2 separate regions of the Mus musculus genome follow, and region 1 is linked to region 2. The links are chromatin contacts, called in public HiChIP or PLAC-seq maps. All regions are on one chromosome and are shown on one strand. Each heading gives the region's core, a stretch centred on a gene start, on an enhancer-like site or on the middle of the called end of the contact. The rest is flanking DNA. Distances are from core to core; before and after follow the strand shown. Region 1 overlaps Ikzf1 (IKAROS family zinc finger 1). Region 2 has its middle 36 kb from the start of Gm11998.

The links. HiChIP or PLAC-seq counts read pairs in DNA pulled down with a chosen protein or histone mark.
Region 1: an H3K27ac HiChIP or PLAC-seq map of acute myeloid leukemia shows a contact between it and region 2, with 2.8 times the contacts expected there. The contact joins two enhancer-like sites. A contact is called at or near these places in 12 of 39 promoter capture datasets (the C10 cell line, the HPC-7 cell line, cranial neural crest and 9 more), 1 of 15 datasets of contacts at CTCF or cohesin (CD8 T cells), 5 of 484 Hi-C or Micro-C datasets (CD8 T cells, the G1E-ER4 cell line, Th17 cells and 1 more) and 7 of 115 datasets of contacts at active chromatin or transcription factors (CD8 T cells, acute myeloid leukemia, bone marrow-derived macrophages and 2 more).

The regions. Positions count from the first base shown.
Region 1 is chr11:11,707,313-11,711,543 of GRCm38.p6, forward strand. It overlaps Ikzf1 (IKAROS family zinc finger 1), which reads left to right. Exons shown (of 8, transcript NM_001025597.2): 3 at 473-592. Among named protein-coding and RNA genes, the nearest start is that of Ikzf1, 24 kb to the left of the region's middle. Within about 2 kb of position 1,804, at least 5 of the 459 cell types and tissues checked have an H3K27ac peak or open chromatin away from gene starts, as enhancers often do. A contact at or near this core is called in acute myeloid leukemia, where this site is marked.
Region 2 is chr11:11,519,132-11,523,348 of GRCm38.p6, forward strand. No RefSeq gene overlaps it. Among named protein-coding and RNA genes, the nearest start is that of Gm11998, 36 kb to the right of the region's middle. Within about 2 kb of position 2,865, at least 95 of the 459 cell types and tissues checked have an H3K27ac peak or open chromatin away from gene starts, as enhancers often do. A contact at or near this core is called in acute myeloid leukemia, where this site is marked.

The DNA.
Region 1 (4,231 bases), core at 554-3,053, 190 kb after region 2:
GATTATATAGACTCAAAACAATATATAGAGTCAAAAGAAGCAAAACAATGAACCTAATTCCTTATTTCCCCTATAAATAAAATTGTAGAAATAGGTTTGTATCAACAAATTGTATTGAGGATGTCTAAAAGCCAGTTTGCTTTGAAAAATATCACCACATAGACCCTATAATATATCAATATTTATGTAGTAATTTGGTATCAGGAATAGTTAAGGCCACAGATGTTGTTTTGCTTTTTGTTGTTTTCCTTTTGTAAATCTTTGTTCTGTCCTCTGATGTCTATTTAGTGCTTAGCAGTGATATTCATTCCTAGGAAGAGAAATATGTATTTGTCCTAACAGGGAAGCATTAATTCAGAGCAGGTACCCCTTCAGTCTGCCCTAGTGCTGTCAAGGTGAAGCCCAGGCAGTGAGGTTTTCCCAGCAGCTGACAACGCCTGCCAGAAACTCAAGCTCTGATTTGTGTCTGCAGGAAAGGAGAGCCCCCCAGTCAGTGACACTCCAGATGAAGGGGATGAGCCCATGCCTGTCCCTGAGGACCTGTCCACTACCTCTGGAGCACAGCAGAACTCCAAGAGTGATCGAGGCATGGGTAAGTGGCTCACCCTGCTGTCCTGCAGGCTGTAGCATATGCACAGTTAGGAAATGGCTGCTGTGTAGGATAAGGTAGGTGGGCTCATTCCCTCTTGTCCTCTGAGGTCAGTCACATAACAGGGTTTCCTCAAGTTGGGATATGGGTGATCTGCTTTAATTGATGTGTTTATTTTTAAGGTGGTTTTCTGTTGACTACAGGTGATCTTGGTGTTACTATGTGCTGAACAACATGGAACTGTATGAAATACATTTGTATTAATTTAAAGGTCACTTTAAATCAAGGAGTTCGGCCAGTGTTGGAGCATATAGATCTCCTTTGCTTAGTCCTGAAAACACCCTGTATGCTAGGGGTTCTTTTCAAAACATAAACAGATGGTCACAACCTGCCTGTGGTTCTCATCACCAAGCGAGAGGCTCATTCTGGGAAACAGGAGAAATTGTCCTTTGACCATGCCACACAGGGAGAGCCCCTACTTCACAGTCAGGCTAAGGACTTAGTTCTTGTGGAGAAAGAGGTGGGCTTGCCCAGAATTTCCACAGCTGCTGTGGAACCTCTGCAGAATCATCATGCTGTAGGTGTGATTTAAGGAACCGAAAACCAGGCTGGTTCCTGGAGAGCGGGAAAGATGTGTGTATTTCACGTGTCATAGATGAATAGGTCACAAGTGCTGTGGGCACCTTGTCCCTTTGGCCGTGTAGTGTGAGCAGGGAGCAGGCTTCGCTGGCACTGCTGGCTGGCTCCCTCACGGGCCTTTGCATCCTAAATCAAGTGCTCAGTTCCAGGTGCCCTTGGTATGCGCACTCTGTAGAACATGTCATTCCCAGGGTCTTCTCTCCCTGACTGTCACCATGTACAATTTTCAGTTCAATTTCCTTTCAAGATGAAGTTTAGAAAGTAATCATTTCAAACTTGAAAAATTAAAATGCCTTGGTAAACGTTTTGCCTGATTTGGCAGTAGCAGTTGACTTGGCCCTGAAGACAGGAGGAGGCTATTTGATGTGAGCCTCAGAAACAAAGAGAGCAAAGTTTTTGGTGGACAACTAGAAGCCACAACATCACCTGCTAGAAAAACTGAGAGCAAAAGCCCAGAGAACAGATAGTACATGGGAAAGGGATGAGAAAACCCACCATTGGAACACCCCCAGCCACACTACATGGTGGCCGCCTTGTCCTGTGTGATTGTTGAAGGAAATCCACCCATTTCCACATGTAGGCTATATATAGGCTGTAAGTTTCATAATGTGTAGAATATAACATTAAATAGAATGGGGTAATATCTAGGAGGTATTCACAAATTACAGGAAATAAAGTTGAAGCAATACTTCACCACACTGCCTTATGGAGTGGCTCATGAGAATCATGGATTAAAAAGGACAGGGGACCAGGAATCAGGAGAGTTTGGAATAGGATCAAAGGGCAACAGGGTCAAGCAAGAGTCACCATGGAAACAGGGAGGCAGGAGGGCAAGTCTCAGAAGGGACACATCCAAGATTCTGGTCCCTGACTGTGACCCTCAGGGCAGAACTTCTCATTTCTCTGAGCCTCCATTTTCCTCATGTGAGCGAGAGCACTACCGCATGCCCCAGAGTGGCTTTGTGGGCCAGATGAATAAAGCAGAAGACAGAATGGCAGACAGACTAAAAGAGAGAGAAAGTGTGTGGGTGCATCGCAGGCACAAATGTTCCTAGGGACTGTTCCTAGAGAAAAGGGATCCATGCGGCCTCAGTAGTAAGATGAGGACAGACAACAGAGCATAAGGAAGAGATGAGTCCATTAATAAAAAACGGACCCATAAAACACGCAAAATTGAAAACAGCCAGGAGAGAGAGAGAAATGTGTTAGAGAAGGACAGCGACAAGAGGAGACTGACTGCAGATTGAGAGCTCAAGCCTGTGGAGTGACCAGCAGTGAGGACGCAACAACCTGGGTCACTCAGTGGAGAGAAATGGGCCTGCTACTGACAGCTGTGACCATGCCAGGAGACTCTGTACCAGACAAGAACAGACAGAGTTAGAAAACAAGTGGTGAGAGACTGGAAACCAGCCCCTGACTGGCTAGTGGGTCATTCCCAGGATTAGAAAAGTTGGGGTTTCACACACTGCTGCTTTCTGTAATAATGCTGAAAGGACACCATAGATCTATGTATAAAAATTGGGACAATGGCAGTCAGAGGCAGAGTAATACAAGCACCATTATTGGGCCTCCATTTTCTTCAAAGTCTGAATAAGAAGAAAAAAAGATTTGAAGAGCTGCTTGAAGAATTTAAGTCAGACCCGAAGAAGAACTTTCTGGAAAGCAGGGATTTAGTCATCGGAACGGTCTACTTAATGGCACTGTGGCTTGTTCTTCTGAAGTTATCTCTTTAATAATGAGAACTCTCAGCTCTCTGAAGTGGTTGTGTCTGAAACCATTTGAAGCTGACGAAGCACTCAATTGACCTCTTCTGGCAAACCTGAGTTTACCAAGTCTCAGATGTTTGCTGGAAGAAGGGCAGAGCCGATTGCACTGACACAGAACTCTAGGGCCTCATAAAGGCCTTCCTGTGGGACAGTGTCCAGGTTGATGTCTAGAGAGCAGATGGGCAACTATAAAGAAAAGTGATGGCTCAATACTCTATTCCTTTGCTCAGTAATACATCTTCCTTCTTTCTGGTGAGTTTCCCCCTGGTTTGGGTTTGCTCTTGTCACTTGTGGCCTAGAAGAGAACAGAGCTGTGCTCTCCTTCCCAGCTGGCAAGCTGGGGATTGTGGCCAAACTGTGATAAAATCCAGAGCACCACTCTGTTTGAATGTGACCATAGGGAAGCTGGGACAGAGAGAGAAGGGAACCCAGAATGAAAGGTGGAATTCCAGGCTAAATGCACAAACACCTAGAAAAAGCCAAGCCAGTATGAGGCTTGGCAGAGTCCAAGGGAAAAGCCAATAGAAGGATAGGCCTGCTCAAGGCTGAGCTGAAAATGGGATGTTGCTAAGCAGGGGAGGCTAAGTCCATGACTGAGCACTGGACAATCTGTGCAGAACCCAGACAGAAGGAAATGGGATTGAACTCTGAGAAGGTGCATTCTAGGATATGCACCCTTCAGTCTCCCTTTGAGTGTATCTCAATCTGATATTCATCTGCCAGATCTGAGAGAGGCTGACCCTGTACAGCCTCTCAGTGAGTGCTTGCACCTAACTTTTACTCTTCTTAGCTTAGATGAGAAGAGAGAAAACAGATACAAAAGAAAATCTACATTTTTCATTCTTCTAGGAATCCTGAAATAGTGAAGTGTATAAAAATATTGATCTTGGTTTTTATTTTGTTTGGTTGTCTCCTCCTCCTCCTCCTCCTCTTCCTCTTCCTCCTCCTCTTCTTCCTCCTCCTTCCCCTCCTCCCCCTCCTCTTCCTCCTCCCCCTCTTCCTGTTCTTTTTTCTCCTCCTCTTCCTCCTCTTTCCTTCTCCTCCTGCTCTTTCTCCTCCTTCATTTCTTCTTCTTCTTCCTCCTCCTCCTCCTTCTTCTGTATTCATTACATTGACTCAGCCATGAGGGCAGGGCTGAAGCAGGAACTATAAGCAATCATTTTAAGTTCTCATTGTATATAGGCAATGTACATGTTACTGTGTCACATGAGAACATTTAGAAATATATTGTCACATA
Region 2 (4,217 bases), core at 1,615-4,114:
CTAAAACTTTCCTCGAGTTTTCTGCAGATTTTGTTTTAAAATTTCTTGAGGTACACATTTAACAGTTTTTAAAAGAGACCCTGTATCTTCAAATAAGGGTACTTAAGAATCTGTTAAGTTATCCATCTCAGCCTTTTATGGAGAGATGTTCTTCAAATACGGAGATAAATAAGGTTATTCAGAGTAAAATATTTGTTTCCCTCTGCGTCCCAGTAAGCTCTGAGTTGATTAAATAATCACATTAACATAGAGACTCAGACATATGAAAGAAGGGTTTCACATTTACAACTGCTATTTTAAGAAACCCTTTGAATCATCCTCGTGCACACACCCAAATTCTGGTGGTTTATAAACCTGCTCCCCACCCACTCCTATTTTCTACACAGTTCTGGGTTCTTCTGTGTCTACTACAAGGTCCTTATGGTGTCAGAGGCTCCTTAGATGATTAAAAACACACCCTCACACTAAAAATGAATAAACCTTTCATTTTCTCAGAAGTGTCTCCTGCAATGTGGGCAGTGTCACTAACTCGGATCTCTTCTACTCTCTTCAAATCGCCTTTGTTGTCAGAAAAGGCAATTCCCTGGTAGTTGGAACAAACTATCAATCCAACATTATATCATAATACATTGAAAAACACTCTAAAATAGATTCGTCTGCCCCGCTTAGTCCTGAGTAGGCCTGTATCTCTTGACTTAAGGGTATTCACACTACAACTGCAGACTCCTAAACCATCAAAGGCACAGGAGGAAAACTCAAAACTGTAGAGTTACCATCAGATATGAAACAGGTATGTGTGTCTTGTAAAACATTTTGAGGATTGGTATAAAAACGGTATCATGAAACCCATTATTATGTATAGATAATATGTGTTAATAAAAGCATTAATTTGAAAAACAGTATTTTTTGGTCTTTGCTCTTATCTTGCTGGGGTAGTCAGCTCTTTATTGTGGCTTCCACAATCAACCTGAACGAGGCTGAGGTTTGCCTCCTACTCTCAGAAAGAGCGACCCAAGTCACCTATTAAAAATGAATAAACCACACTAGGATTATAGATGTAAACATACTGCTAGGATTTACATTCATTCATTCAATAGAACTTCAAGGCATAATGAAGGGGAAGTTCCTGAGGGGGTCAAGAAGCAATGAGGAGCAATGTAAAGAGTCACTATAACATATTCATGCCAAGAGCCCTCAGTGACCATGAGCCTGCCATAGCCGAAGTTCAGCACATTGACTCTAACAATTTTCTCTTAACTATAATGCATTTCTAAAAATTAAAGTATTGTCATTTCTAAGAGGTGTGCTACCCATACACACGTATGTTAGGTAGCTACATAAATAAAAACGGCCTTGAGGATGGACCCCCCCCCCCATAGTTGACTTTGGGCCTCACCTGTTGTTTTCCTGGTGGCACTAGAAATAAAAACACCACAATTACCTTAATATTGAAACTGCAATAAAAAAAATACAGATACTTCTGGGCTTTGTGGAGGGTCATGAATGGAAAGCTCTCCCTTCCTGGCCTAAAAGATGGACTCCCATTCATCTATACCTCTGACCCTGGGTGTAAGAAGGCCTTCTCATCTACCTCAAAGATTAAAACCCTACATGCAGACCAGCAAGATCCCTGAGCAGGAAAAGGGACTGGCCACTAAGCCTGAGGTCCTGAGTACAACCCTAGGACATACACGGTAGAAAGAGAGAACCAGTTCCTACAAGCTGTGCTCTGACCTCCACATACATGTTCCATATATGTATATGCATGTATATGTATGTGTCTGTCTGTATGTATATGTATACGAATAGACAAATAATAATGTAATAGCATATACACCATTACATGCTATTGCAGCTTCCCTTAAGAGTTAATGTAAATGAAACTGTCTATCACTACCCTACAGGAAGCTGCCCTGTAGTTCAATAACCAGTAGGAATCCTGCTTTATAATGTAAATCTGAGCAGTGAGCCCTTTGGTCATTGCTCATTCTCTCCCTTAAGAGTGGTTCACTTCTTTCTGTAATAAATTCTATTTCCTACACAAGGGTCTGTAATAAACTTTCTTCCATTCTACAAACTGTGCATATCTTTCCGTTCAGTTGGCAGAGAACATACAGGCCAGGGAGTCACTGGTGAACAGAGTGAGATTCCAGTGACACTTTAAATAAATATACATAAAGGATAATTTAGTAGACATTAGTAGCATATCCTTGCCTAAAAAAGTACTTGTCTTTGCGGAAATGAAAATACATGGATTACTTTGGAACTGGGGGAGCCTCACTGACTCACAGGGCATGGGATCTAGGGGGATCCAGAAAGTATTCTTATAATACTGCAGGAAAATGCAAATATTTTCAGCAGCTACCATCATTTTCACTCCTGATTGTTTTAGTTTTGTAACATTATAAATTCTTCCTTATTCAATCTACCCAAATGGTATTCAGAAACAACACTGATTAATTAATTAGGTTATAATTAAGTATTATAATCTAGGGTTGGTAGTGTACATGAGAAAGCGTGGGTAGGTTATGTGTACATTCTGACATGTCATCTTAGCCACTTGAGTATGTAGAGCCTGCCATCCATAGGGTCTTGAAACAAGCCTTCCCCCAAAGATACTAAGACAGTTTAACACTGATTAATTAATTAATTAATGCACACATTTTTTTAGATTGTGCTTGTTTATTTCATTCACTATAAGTGATTCTGAATATACTCTAAATTGCTGTTAAAATATTTCCTGCTTCATCCTCTGTAAAGGACATTTCCTCACACTTGTTGAAGTTTGGCACGGAGAGTCCCTGTAGCCCTCTATCTAAACTGCTTATTGTGGTTACAGGTTGGGGCGGGGCTGGCTTCCTCCTGCCAGCCCCAGATGTTGCAGGCTACCCTGTGTGGGTTTCCAGGGCAAGCTCTGCTGATTCTAGTCTGTAGGCTGTAATGGAAACAGCTTTATTTTGTCACATTCACACTTTGGAAACAAGACGCTAACACATGTTGGGTGTAAATCTATTTTTCCAGTGCTGGAAGACCGTTTTCATTGTGTCTTCTGTGGGCAGAGCCACAGATAAAAGATAAAGGCAGACTCACTGAGCACCCTGTGGGGACACACAGGAAGAGATATCTGAGCAGAGAAGGGAAGGGAGAGGAAGGGCCTCAGGCACAAGTTATGGGGGTTCTAAGTTGTACAGCATTTGACTGGAGTTCATGTAAATCAACTTTGCAGAATGTCAAATCAAGGCTGCAGACTCTGGTGGAGTTCATAGCCCTCCGTAGTAACTTGCCCATGCAAAGCATAGCCATAGATTCTCTTGAGTGACTGATGAGTTTTGGGACACTACTGGGGCTGGAAGCGTTCTGTGCAAAGCAGAAATCAAACAGAGACTCTCAAATAAAGGGAGGAGGAGGAACTGATGATGTTTCTGAACAGTATATTGTCAGTCCCCTACTAGAAACAATGGTCACAGATCAGCAACTCCAAAACAAAGCCAGCGTTCTAGTAAATGCAAACTGTCTTAGTATCTTTGGGGGAAGGCTTGTTTCAAGACCCTATGGATGGCAGGCTCTACATACTCAAGTGGCTAAGATGACATGTCAGAATGTACACATAACCTACCCATGCTTTCTCATGTACACTACCAACCCTAGATTATAATACCTAATACAATCAAATTTTATATAAGTAGGTGTTTTATATTAGTAATAAGTAATTAAGGCATAAAAGGTAGGAGATATTGGGTATAGACTCATATAGCTTTCCCTAAATATTTTGAATACATAGTTGGTTGGGTACAGAACAGGCAGATTTGGAGGGCCAATAATGCTCCTGATGCTATGGTTTCGTATGATCCTGTCAACACTCAATTACAAACGTAGCCAAAGGTCTCCCTAGAATCTCTGGAAATCTGTTTTCTAGGTTGATGTCCCGAGAGTCCTTTCATGGGATGTTTCTAAGACTAGTGTGAACAGTCACACATTTGTCTTTCAAGATCTAAAGCCTAAGCAAACAAGGCATCCTAAGGGTGTTCAATGTTGTTGGAAGAACTGCTGTCTAGGGAAATCCTTGAGTTTCTTTTTGCTTCCGTGGATCCCACACGCAGAGTGTAAGGCCCCCATTCCAGCTCAGGCCCTAGAAAGAAACTCAACTTTAGAGCATGGCGTTTATCCACCGGTGAGCTCCTCTCAGATCTGTAGGCAGGGGTGAAAGAAAATACTAT